3 separate regions of the Anser cygnoides genome follow, and regions 1 and 3 are each linked to region 2. The links are chromatin contacts, called in public Hi-C maps. All regions are on one chromosome and are shown on one strand. The core of a region is the stretch at or near the end of the contact, and the rest is flanking DNA. Distances in the headings are between cores, read along the strand shown. Region 1 holds the start of NPEPL1 (aminopeptidase like 1). Region 2 overlaps GNAS (GNAS complex locus). Region 3 overlaps GNAS (GNAS complex locus).

Region 1 (3,791 bases), core at 1,034-3,533, 76 kb before region 2:
GACAGTATTATAAGCGCTGCAACAGTAAATTAATATCTATTGCGAGCGTTCTCTAGAAACTCTGAAAAGTAAAATGGAAGAATTTTTCTTTTAAGAAACTTTACATTTAAGTTTAATTAAAACAAGGAATCCATTACGCTTTTGCATATTAATTACGGTGGAATATGTAATATTGAATGGCTTAATTCCGTTAATACTTGCAACTTCTTGAGGAGTAACAACTGGAGTGGCCATGGAAGATTAGTCCATGCTGCAACTTCCTTTGAGGCTCCCATGAGTAGAAATGTTTGCAACTACTATTAGTGGAAAATAAGTGTAGTTTCTGTATCATAGATAGAACTGACTTTCCCAATCATTCTGTTGTTTTGATTAGGACGCCCCTCTGCTGTCCCTAACTTAATGATGGAAGGTTCTAGATTTAGATGAGCGTTTCCTACTGCTTTGTTTCTTTTGAATAATACAGATTGGGGCAGTACTGTATTATGAATCTTGCAGTATTAGGAATGGCAGAATCTGTACTAAATGATAAGGAGTTTACCTGGTAGAATCTTCTGAATGTCTCAATTGAGAAATAATAATTGTTCTATTATTCTCTTTCATATTTTGCTCACTGTCCATATGTAATGGAATAATAGTGAATCCCTACACAGCTTATGTTCTTTGGCTCGGTAAAGAGACTCATAAAAGTTGCCTTTCATATCTCTACATGAAGTGTTATCAAGTGTTGGAGTTTGAACTTGTTTATTGGGTTATCCTGTCCAGTCTGTGATGACGCGTGATTGACCTCTGCAATAGATTTTGCTAGATCTTTTATTCAAGCTAATTTTAAATGTATTGGGCAATAAAGTTTCCATAATGTTCCATCAGGGACCAAGTAAGAGTTACTCTAAGAAAGCCTTTTTTTCTGGAATTCAGCCTAATATGTATTTTTTTCTTAGATGTACTTCCATTATTTGCATCTGCATTTACTTTTCCATTATAAATGGAAGTGCACTCCCTTTGAGATATTTAGACTTTTCACATAGCTGCAGATTAATGAGTATTGATTCCCTCCTGACCTGACATTAATAGGAGGTGCTTGACAAATACAAAAATGTAAGGATAACAATCCTATTATATTTAAAACACAAATTTACTATTAAAGTTGGAGCTCGGAAAACAGTGTTTCCTTTAAGTGACTACCCATATTATAGTTTAGAGTGTATTTTGGCTTTTTCCTCTGTTTCTGTAATGTTTTTAGAAGCACATTTTCTCTGATACTTAGCTTCATGAAGGAAAGAATTTGGCTCTTTCCATTTTTATCCCTGTATGATTCTACACTTTCAAAATGTAGCATTTCCATCCTTAAATGGAGTTATGAGAGGCAAATAAGAGTTCCAGCTTGATTAAAATTGCATGCATTTTAATTGTACATGGAGGTGGCTGGAATTAGTACAAATACCTTTACTGAAGAGGCAGAAAGACTCTACGAGTGTCACACTGTGCACTGCAGTGTTGCAGCATCTTTTTTCCATTGTTGTCTATGAACTGTGAAATTGTAGAAAACCGAAATGATCTACATGTGTGTTTTCTGAAACTCGGGTCAAATACAAAAGGCCTATTAATATCATCTAATAATTCTTCGTTCAGAGGGTGGGGAGGCACTGGAACAGGTTGCCCAGAGAAGCTGTGGGTGCCCCATCCCCGGAGCTGTTCAAGACCAGGCTGGATGAGGCCCTGGGCAACCTGACCTAGCGGGTGGCATCGCTGCCACGGCAGGGGCTTGGAACTGGGTGGTCTTCGAGGTCCCTTCCGACCCGAGCCGTTCTGTGGTCTAGCACAAGTGTTGCTTTTTGTTATGTGTAAGGTTCCCAGCAGATGCAAGGGGAACACCGCTCCTCTGTGTGTGTGTATTATTTAGTGGCTTCCAAGTAAGGAGGGGAAGAACAAGCTGCAAGATGCGGCGGGGTGGTTATTAGTTAACCATCACCGTACAGTAAACCACGCTTCCTTCACGTTTTATTTACAGCTTATCAGGTTATTTCATGTAGATATTCCACACAAGCAAAGCTTCCAGACGAGCTTAAGCGGCCCGTACCCCTACGCGTATTTACACATCCCCGTCGGGCAGCCCGTGCCCCCCACGCGTCAGGCGGAGGCCCCGGGGCCGGGCTGCTTCCCGGGGCCGAGCAGAGGCCCCGCTATCGGCCCGGTGCCACCTCCGGGCCCCGACCCACATCCGGGCCCAGCGCCCGCCTGCGGTGCCCGGCGCGGCCGCCGGAGGCCGCCCGCCCCGCCGCGGTGCCCGCCCCGCCGAGCCGGCGCTGGGCGGCGGGGCGGAGCCGTGCGGACGGGCCGAGCCGGGCCGTGCCGAGCCGGGCCGGGCGGCGGGCAGGAAGATGGCGAACGTGCAGCTGGAGTTCCAGGCCAGCGCCGGCGAGGCGGACCCGCAGAGCCGCCCGCTGCTCGTCCTGGGCCAGCTCCACAACCTGCACCGCCTGCCCTGGGCCCAGCTGCGGGGCAAGCTGCAGCCGCGGGTCACCGAGGAGGTGAGGCCGGGCTGGGGGAGCGCGGACCCCCCCACACACACACACCACCACCGCCGCCCCCCTCCGTCACCGCCGCCCCGCCGCCGCCTCCCCCGGCTGCCCGCGGCCCCTCCCGAGGCCGCCTCTCCCCGGCCCGGCCCGGCCCGGCCTCGTGGTGCTCCCCGCGCCGTGCCGGGGCTGCGGCCGGGCGGCCTCGGGGCGCTCCCCGGGGGGCTGCGGACCCGTCCCGGGGGCTGGGGACCGCCCGGCTGCGGCTCCGGGGCCTGCCGCGGTGAGGGGCCGGGGCCTGCCGGGCCTCGCTCGGGGGAAACCCGGCTTTGCACGGCCTCGGGAGCGGGAAGGGGCTTTGCTTTACCCGGCTGAGCGGTGCCCTAAAATCACCCCGAGGGGGCCCTTACGGAAAAATGAAAAGCGAAACCCGTCGGGGGCCCGCTCGCCTCGGTGCTGCAGGGTGTCCCCGAGGCCCTGGGGCAGCCGCGGGTTGTGGCCGGAGCCTGTCGCTGGAGCTGTGGGCAGCGCTGCCCCTTAAAGCGTACGGCTCTTACCTTTTACCCGCTTTGACGGGTGAAAAGTGCTTTGCATTCCTCCCAGATGACAAGCTGCTGACTGCAATTAAAATAATTCTCGAAATACACGTTCTTAGGTGGCAGGTGGCAAGCTGGAGACTAAGCCTGGCTGCCTGCAAGGGGTGAAAGATATCGCATCTCTTTCCTCCTCCCCTGCTTTCAGCTACTGCTGGGGAGTATGTGGATCTATTTTTATTTAGATGGTGTTGATGGCTTGTGGCAAAACGATAGATGTTTTGCATTGCGGCTTTTAGGTTGCTAGATGCTTGGCAGTTTTATTTGTTGGGCTCTCGAGTCTCTTATGACAATATCTAGCCTTCTTTTTTGTTTTTAATTAAATTGCTGTATGAAAGAATAACACGGGACCAGTAAATCAGTCCATCTATTTATCAGTAGCAAAATGGTCTTAACTTAAAAGGGTCTGAAGCAGCCTGTGCATTAATGGTGTGTTTTTAAATTATAATTCATGTGGCTTAAGAGACACTTGTAATGGAAAGCACATTTGTATTTTCTGATTAATAAACGGGTTCATCATATTTCCTGCCTCTTTACTGTCGTAGAGGTTATTGCATTTAAAAGGGTGTGCATAATGTCTTTCCGTCTCATTCCAACTATGTTGAGGCATTCTTAAATAAAGGATTTTAGGTATTGGAAACAAAGTCTGATACAGTTCTTTCTTTTTTAATTCTTCTTTTCT
Region 2 (3,691 bases), core at 78-2,577:
GTGATGTTTGCCAGCGTAGTCCCGCACCGTAGTTTCTGTTACCGCTGCTGGGCGATGTGTGACCTGCCGTCCTGCCTCTGACCTGGGCCTGGTTCTGCGACAAGAGACTAAAAGCAGGAAACGTGTGCCTCAAAGAGGAAACTTTAAAACATTGAAGCTTGTTGATACTAGAAGGGAAGTGGCATTCGTGTGGCACCTGGGCTCTCTAAGGGAAGGTGTGGCTTCCACTGAAACGGGCATTGTGCCTGGCCCTTGTGACTTCTCCTTCAGTTCCCGAGCTGTTTACACTACACGCGCAGCTATGAATCCTTCACAGGTGCTGATGGAAATTTTTAACGTTGGATTCAGAAGATGTTAGTACTGGTGAAAGAAGAAAATCCCCCATTTTTAAAACTTCCTGTGTGAACAATCATTGCAAATAAATCCGTGCATTTCTGCCTCGGGCAGTTGAGGTGCTGCTTCTAGGCCAGCTTCAGCGCTGGTTCTGGAATCGCTCTCCAGCCCAAGCCCAAGAACCAGGCCTGGAGTGGTCTACAGACAAACTGGGCACCATTTCCAGCCGCTTTTAGGGCCACCTCCCAACCCACTTCTGGAGCCATCCCCAGCAGCCACCTCTGGCTGCCATCCGAAGGTCGCTTCCAGAATGACCACCCAAGCTGTCCTGAGAGCCGAGCCCGCAGTCGCTCCCATGGCCGCCTCTGGTGTGATTTCCAGAGTCATTTCTCGATCGTGTCCCGAGCTGCCTCCACAGCCCCTTTGCCATGGGTTGGGGCACACTCCTGCCCGGTGCCAGGGCCGCCTTCCCCTCCCGCACCTCCCTGCTCCCATGTTCCGCCAAGCAGGGCACGGGGCAGCCTGTAGGGCTTAGTGTCTTTTTTTTTTTTACGCTATTTTATTTTTTTGCACCCCTTATCCTGATCTCCCCTGGAAGCAGCAGAGGTTTCAATGTGTGCTTTGTGGCAGCGGGGTTGTCTGAGCCCTTTAAGCGCGAGATGAGCTCAGGTAGAAGGAACGCAAAGAGCTCCTTTCATCAGCCAGGGCCCCGCCAGCGGCTTCGGGGCATGTCCGGCCAGTTATAAATGGATCATGTGTTGCTATTTTTAGCCAAGAGAGGATTGTAAATATAAAAGGGTATAAAGTGCAAAACTTAGCAACAGTGGCGTTTGTTTACTTTTTCTTTTCTTCTTTTTTTTTTTCCCCTCTCCCCTCCCGGTTGGCAGGAATGCGTTTGGAGAGGAATGAAGTTGAAGCAGGAGCTTTGCTGGGTGCTGGCGGTTGGACTTTGTACCACGCACCCCCCCCCAGATATATCCATACAAAGGAGGGGCAGCGGGAGCGGAGTCCAGGCCCTGCTGATACTCTGGAAAGAGCTCCCGAAGTGCTGCACACAACCCAACGCCAGCGCTGGAGGGAGGAGGAGCGGGGGGGAGCAGGGAGCCTGGGGGCCGCCTGGGGGGGGGCCGGGGCGCAGCGCCCCGCAGCCTGCGCGGGGACAGAGTTCAACACATGGAAAACACTGACATTGGTAAAAATAGCAACCGCCGGGTTAAAAATAGCCGCTGGTGAAATACATGTGCGGTAACTTCTGAAACCCTCTGGGGAACTTCTCCCTTCTGATCCGCTCCTGCCCTGCTCCCTCTGCCTTCACCGGCAAGAAATCCCAAAGCAAATCCCTCTGCAGATTGAAAATATTAAAGAGGCACCCTGTACACTGCAGAGGATGAGCTTTGGGTATTTTTTGGCGTTTTTTATGGATTTTTTTTTTGTTTGTTTGCGCGTGCTGCAACTTTGTGCCAGAGGGGGTGGGGGACAAATTCCTCTTTTGCTGAGCCTCCTGCATAGTCTGGGGACAGACCAGCTAGAAAGCCTTTCAGGGTTGGTTTTCACTTTTTTTTCTATTTCTCTTCATCTTTTTTAGGTGTGGGATTTTTTTTTGGGGGGGGGATGGTTTTATTTGGTTTTTGTGACAGTGGTCCGGCTCTGCTTTGCAAGACCCTCGGTCACTTCCAGGCGTGCAGACCCGAGCGCTGCCGTCCCGCTCCGGCCCCCCGGCTCTGGCAGAGCCGCCAGGCAGCCAGCTGGATTATAAATCTCGCACAGAGCCGCAGAGAAGCGGCTCAAGGGCAGCAGCCAGCCGGGGCCCCAGCCCCAGTGGGGCCGCGCTGCTTCCTGCGGCCCGGAAGGTGCAGGCTTTTCTCCAGGGGACCGCGCGATGGCGAAGGGAGGGAGCAGTCAGCTGTGTGATAGGAAAGGACAGGGAGACCTTGAGTGGATTTTTTCTTCCGAGCGGTCCCGTTGCGTATTGGGGTTGGTGATGTTGAGGGGCCCGGTGGTCCTGGCCGGGGAGCAGTGGGGTGAGGCGAGCTGGGTGTCAGGGAGATGCTCGGCTTGCAGGGGGGCTCGCAGAAATCTTGTTCGAAATCTCTTGCAGCTCTGGCTATGAACTTGGCTTGTTTTGACTGGACTAGATAACTGAGGCAGAAACAATTATTGTGACAGACAGGCAGACCTGTTTCCTGAAGCTGCCCCAGCCACTGGGTAGGGAAAAACAGAAAGCTCCTTTAGTGTAGAGGCAACTACGGTTTCAATCAGACTCTCACTTTTAGTTTTATTTTTTGGAACTGAGGATCTGAAGCTCTCCGACTGGCACTTGTCACGCAGGTTAGGAGCACCGGGCGTTGCAGGGGAGCGTGCTGTAACATCTCCCCCGATGTCTGGCGGGGTCCGCGGGCTGCCCCTCGCCCTGCGCCCTGGGCTCGTGTCCGTGGGCAGGAGGGGAAGGTGTGAGGAGCGAGCCCGCTGCAGGGTCTGTGTTGGTGTCTTACCAACACAGCTGGAAAGCATGGCGTTATAATGCAGGTGGATGGATGCCTTCCCCCTTTTCCAGGTCTGGGGTCAGCCTCCAGGGTGTTGCGAGTCCTCCTGCCATGGCTGGAGGTGGCCGGGTGAGGGCATTTTATCTGGCAAGGGGAGGAAGGAGGTGGATGTCCGTAATTGTATTTAGTAAGCTAAGCCCTGAGCATTTAATTACTTTTTTTTTTTTTTGAGGATTGGACATTCCACAGCTTGTTTCTCTAGATCATTTTAAATTAGTTTTGATGTTTAAATGTAATTCAGATGAAGCCTGTCTAAATTCTTTAACCAGTATATTTTTGACAGCCCAAATATGCTTTCATTTGATAAAGTAGCGAAGAAAATACTTTTTGTATTTGAGCAAAGCTGTTTTGTTTTTAAATTAGGTTGTTCAAATCCTTCTAATTTGACCACTTCATATTTGATTCAGCTCATAAAAACTATGCAGAAACTCATATTACAAATATAAACTGAACATTCATTTTCTTATCAAAATATTATTATAGAAAAATATTAGTCATTCTTCTTGGCATAGTAAGCAAAGAAACATGTGGATGTGTTAATTTATTCCAGACCCGTCAAAGAAGGATAGTTTATATAAGTAAAATAAATAATTCTTGCCTATTTAATAATTGGATCACTTTAACAATAGTTGACTAATAGTCAGATGTCTGAAACACATCTTGGCCATTTCTGTTCTTCAGGGAATTTAACACATAAAGAATGTTTTTTTCCAGGAATTGTCATTTTAAAATTGTTACCTTTTTACATACTTAATATTTGTTGCCCTCCCTAATTTATTAAATCCAAACTGGGAGAAAACAGCTCAAATGTAACT
Region 3 (3,770 bases), core at 491-2,990, 79 kb after region 2:
AGAGTAGCTTTCGCCTTTTCTTTTTCATGACCTAATTGTGGTGTTTATCGTTGTCTCCCTATAGGTGTTTCGCTTGGGTTCAGAAAAAAATAATTAGATCTTCATTTATTTGAAATATGAGGTGAAGGATATAAATGAGATTTAAAATAGTTTATGTTCACAAATAATCCTTTTTAAGCACATAGCTGGACTATCCTACAAAGTAGGTAGAACTCTTGGAAAGTCAGGGCTGCTCAAATGATTTCAGTAGTTCTAACAGTGCTCCTGTAGAAAAATAAATACTAAGTTCAGGGTGTAGTTTAGGTACTTACACGAGACATTGTACAGTGTAGTAAAGCATGTGCATTTTTACATGCATGTATTGAATGTCTGTTGTCTTTGATACTAGTGAAAGCATGGAAATATTCCTGACCTGGACTTTTACAAAAGCACATTTCATTTGTTTGTTTCACTTGTAACCTTCCTTACGTATGAGCTACATAACTTCAAGATATTTTATTATCCTAGGACATTTCTTCAGCGTTCCAATAAAAATCAAGATTTCTTAAGCTCTCAGGAAAACTGGGTAGCTTTTACTCTTTTAAAATAAATAAATAAATCAATCCCAGAAAGTAAACAGAAGTTTGATTAATCTCTTGTAAATGTATGCAAGCCTGATCTCCTCACGTAAACAGCATTTGGAGTCTATGAATACTTCTGTAAATACAGATTCTGGTTCTTCAGAACGGTTGTGTGGTGATCAGTGATCGTTCCTTTGGATTTGTCTTGAGAGAGAGTTCCTTCCTATTCTAAATCAACTTCTACCCTTTTCTGTTGGTGGAAGTTTCTGTCAAAAATTGGCTTTTTGTTTCTAACCTGAAAGGGGACAGCAAAGTTGCAGTGTGGTCCCACGTCCAACGCGTTATTCAAAGTGGCGCTGTTCTCAGCAGTTGCATAAGGCAATAAGGTCGTTTGATTTGACTATTTGTTTTAAGTTTATTATATATTCATTACACAAAAAGCAATGAAATGATGTAGTATCAAAGATATTTTCCAAACCCTAATTTAAGGCTCAAAGGAAATTTCTCAGAGTTTTATTAAACCTTCCTTCCTAGCCAGAGGTCTGTAAAAATAGCTCTTGGTTGCAATGCCTCTGTCACAGCTCTCTGCTGCCCCAAGAGAGAGCTGAAATGGTATAGAAGACTTTTTCCTGAGCCTTTTATGCTAGTAGTGGGTTTAATTCGTTAATGAATTACCTTCTCTTCACGTGTAAGTATATCCTGAAGAAGCAGAGGAATATTGATTACTTGGTTTAAAATTACAGCGAAGCCTTGACAAATGGGCAGCCCGCACCTGCCGACCTTCCATCTTGGTGCTCTCACCAAGAGTGAGTTCCTCCTCCCTAACGAGAGCGATGGGTTTTAAATAGGAGCTGTATGAAAGAATTAAATCTGAGTAGTGTTCCAGTATCAACAGATTAAGCTTCTGCGGTGATGAAATATCTCGTGAAAGTAAAAATGAAAGGGAGATGGTGTGCTGATATGCTATTGGAGACTTAACCAAAGGCGCTGTGGTGTATAATGGGTATAGAATCACATTTCGCAAATACTGCGGCCTTTTTGAAACGTAACAGAGGGAAAAAATGAAAGTTCAAGCTTGACAGGAATTTCTTAAATAAAATTCCCTTCCCGTTATCCCTTCTTGCAGCAACATCCGGTTTCATTTCTACTACTAGAAATGTGGAGGTAACGTAAACAGACACCCAAAATATTTTAGCCTTGTTCTTCTTTCTAAACACGAAAAACTATTGATAATGAGGCTGAATGCTTGCTGAAAGTATTTCTGACTCAGTTATGGGAAATGCTGAGTACTCTGGCCTCTCCCAAAGAGTTTTGTATTCGCCTCTGGACATGTGCCAGTAGCTGGAGAATATCTTCAACTATTTGTAGGTATGCGTTTCCTTTGTGATATCATCGGCATGTTTTCCCTAAAATAGCAAGCAATAATTAACACTTGTTCACACCATTAGGAATGCAGATGTTTCCCTATTCAAGTAAGTGCCTTATTAAACTGTCTGATTTGACAAATTTAACACGTTGTAGGATCCCTGCCCAAACGGGGAGAATGACAAGACACCGTTGGCTTCCTTCACTGAGTAGCCTTACAGTCAATAGTAATCGCTTGATTTCAGATACGAGCAATAAAAAAATAAATCAATTTGCTGTGTATTTACCTATCCTGAAAGGAGAAAAATCAACCTGTGCAGTTTGTCTTGGAATACCCCTTGCTGACGTGCCGCCCCGTGATCCCGTGGTGCCCTAATACAGGTCATTAGGGGAATGCAGCACCGCTGCCTGCCCATCCCGAAAGCAGAGTTTGTGTGCCCCCACCATACAGAGCATGTTGGTAAAGAGGGTTGAAACCAATGGTCAGCGTTGTTTTTAAAAGCTTTAATCTTGGAAGCGAATGTCCTCCAAGATACAATTTTACAGTTAGAATCTGATTTAGTTTGACCTTTAATCATTAGGCTTGTAAGTGGCTGACCTATTTAAAACTCTTATTATGAAATGCACAACTCCATGGGACGCTGAACTTTGCCCAGGAATTGAATCCCAGTTTTAACCACAACATTGTGTAATGGCTGTACACACCTTTTAGTAGGTAGTGTGGTTTTTCTTTTTTCAGTGGCATTGACTTTTGCTGGAATTAGTAAATAAGCTATTCTGCTGCCAGATCCGCCCTATATTATGGTTTTACAAAGAAAAAGTAATGTTGCACGTCCATGCTAGGGTTCCTGTGAACATGGTGTCATAGTCGCAATTACTGTGCCAATGTTTTTTCCCTGCCAACATCCTAATGCCTATAAAACATTGCTTCATAAACATTTTTTAAAAGTCTCTTGAGTATTTATATATTTGGAGGGAACAAAACCGTGTAGACAGTATGTCCAGTTTTTCTCTTTCATTTTCTACTAATATTTTATTCTTTCAGAATGCCTCTCAAAAGCCGATCTTGGTTCCTTATTTTTTCCCAGGCCTGGAGCTTCTCTCTTGAGGATTAATTTTTTTTACAACCAAAACACTCGACCTCCAAGTTCTTTAACACTTTCTCTGGTTGACTTTTAATAAAACTGCTGTTTACCTGCTGCCACTTACTCAACTTGTTGAAATTTTGTACTGCAAGTAGGATTTTTACTTGATTAGACTCTGCATTACCCCATTTTTAATCCAGGATGGTGGTTAGATCTTTCTGGAAGCAAAGTACTGTTCTACAAGCATCCCTTTTACATGATGATTTCCGCTCATGGTTTGTTTGTTTTTTTTTTCTCCAAAGGTCTGATTGCATTCCTATAAACAAATACAGGCAATATACAATTGTTAGCTGTTTATTTGTTGTATTGGGAATCTTTCAGAAGGTGAAGGTGTCTTCTGCTAAACAAAACATTAATGCTTAAACGCATTTCTTTTCACATGACTATGACTGTTAAAACTCTGTAGCGTTATGGTATGATTTCCTGTGAGGCTTCCTACAATCAGCAAGTCATGGTCCTTCATATTTGAGTTATCTAAGTCAGACCAGAGAAGGTTTATCCAGTCAGTGCATTTTCTCCAAGGTTTTATAGCTTCACAGAAGCTTGTAGGGATTGTGCCCAGAATCCAAACTATGCCCCTGTGCAGTTTGAACTCATTCAAAGTCAAACCCTGATTGTTATGTTCATATGTGTGTTACGTTGGCATAATTTTCTCTAAGTGTTCTGCACAAAGATTTTTCTCTTTCGGGTTATGTTAGCA

What was found. Hi-C and Micro-C count contacts between places; a contact is called where the count stands out from the background.
Region 1: a Hi-C map of liver shows a contact between it and region 2, with 3 times the contacts expected there. The contact joins the promoter of NPEPL1 here to the enhancer-like site in region 2. A contact is called at or near these places in 2 of 7 Hi-C or Micro-C datasets (both in liver).
Region 3: a Hi-C map of liver shows a contact between it and region 2, with 3 times the contacts expected there. The contact joins two enhancer-like sites. A contact is called at or near these places in 2 of 7 Hi-C or Micro-C datasets (both in liver).

The regions. Positions count from the first base shown.
Region 1 is chr16:5,380,618-5,384,408 of Taihu_goose_T2T_genome, reverse strand. NPEPL1 (aminopeptidase like 1) reads left to right here and starts at 2,283. Exons shown (of 12, transcript XM_048074600.2): 1 at 2,283-2,528. The coding sequence starts at 2,379.
Region 2 is chr16:5,304,162-5,307,852 of Taihu_goose_T2T_genome, reverse strand. All of the region lies in intron 1 of GNAS (GNAS complex locus), which reads left to right. Among named protein-coding and RNA genes, the nearest start is that of GNAS, 25 kb to the left of the region's middle. Within about 2 kb of position 1,327, at least 3 of the 3 cell types and tissues checked have open chromatin away from gene starts, as enhancers often do. A contact at or near this core is called in liver, where this site is marked.
Region 3 is chr16:5,225,496-5,229,265 of Taihu_goose_T2T_genome, reverse strand. All of the region lies in intron 4 of GNAS (GNAS complex locus), which reads left to right. Among named protein-coding and RNA genes, the nearest start is that of NELFCD, 54 kb to the right of the region's middle. Within about 2 kb of position 1,740, at least 1 of the 3 cell types and tissues checked has open chromatin away from gene starts, as enhancers often do. A contact at or near this core is called in liver, where this site is marked.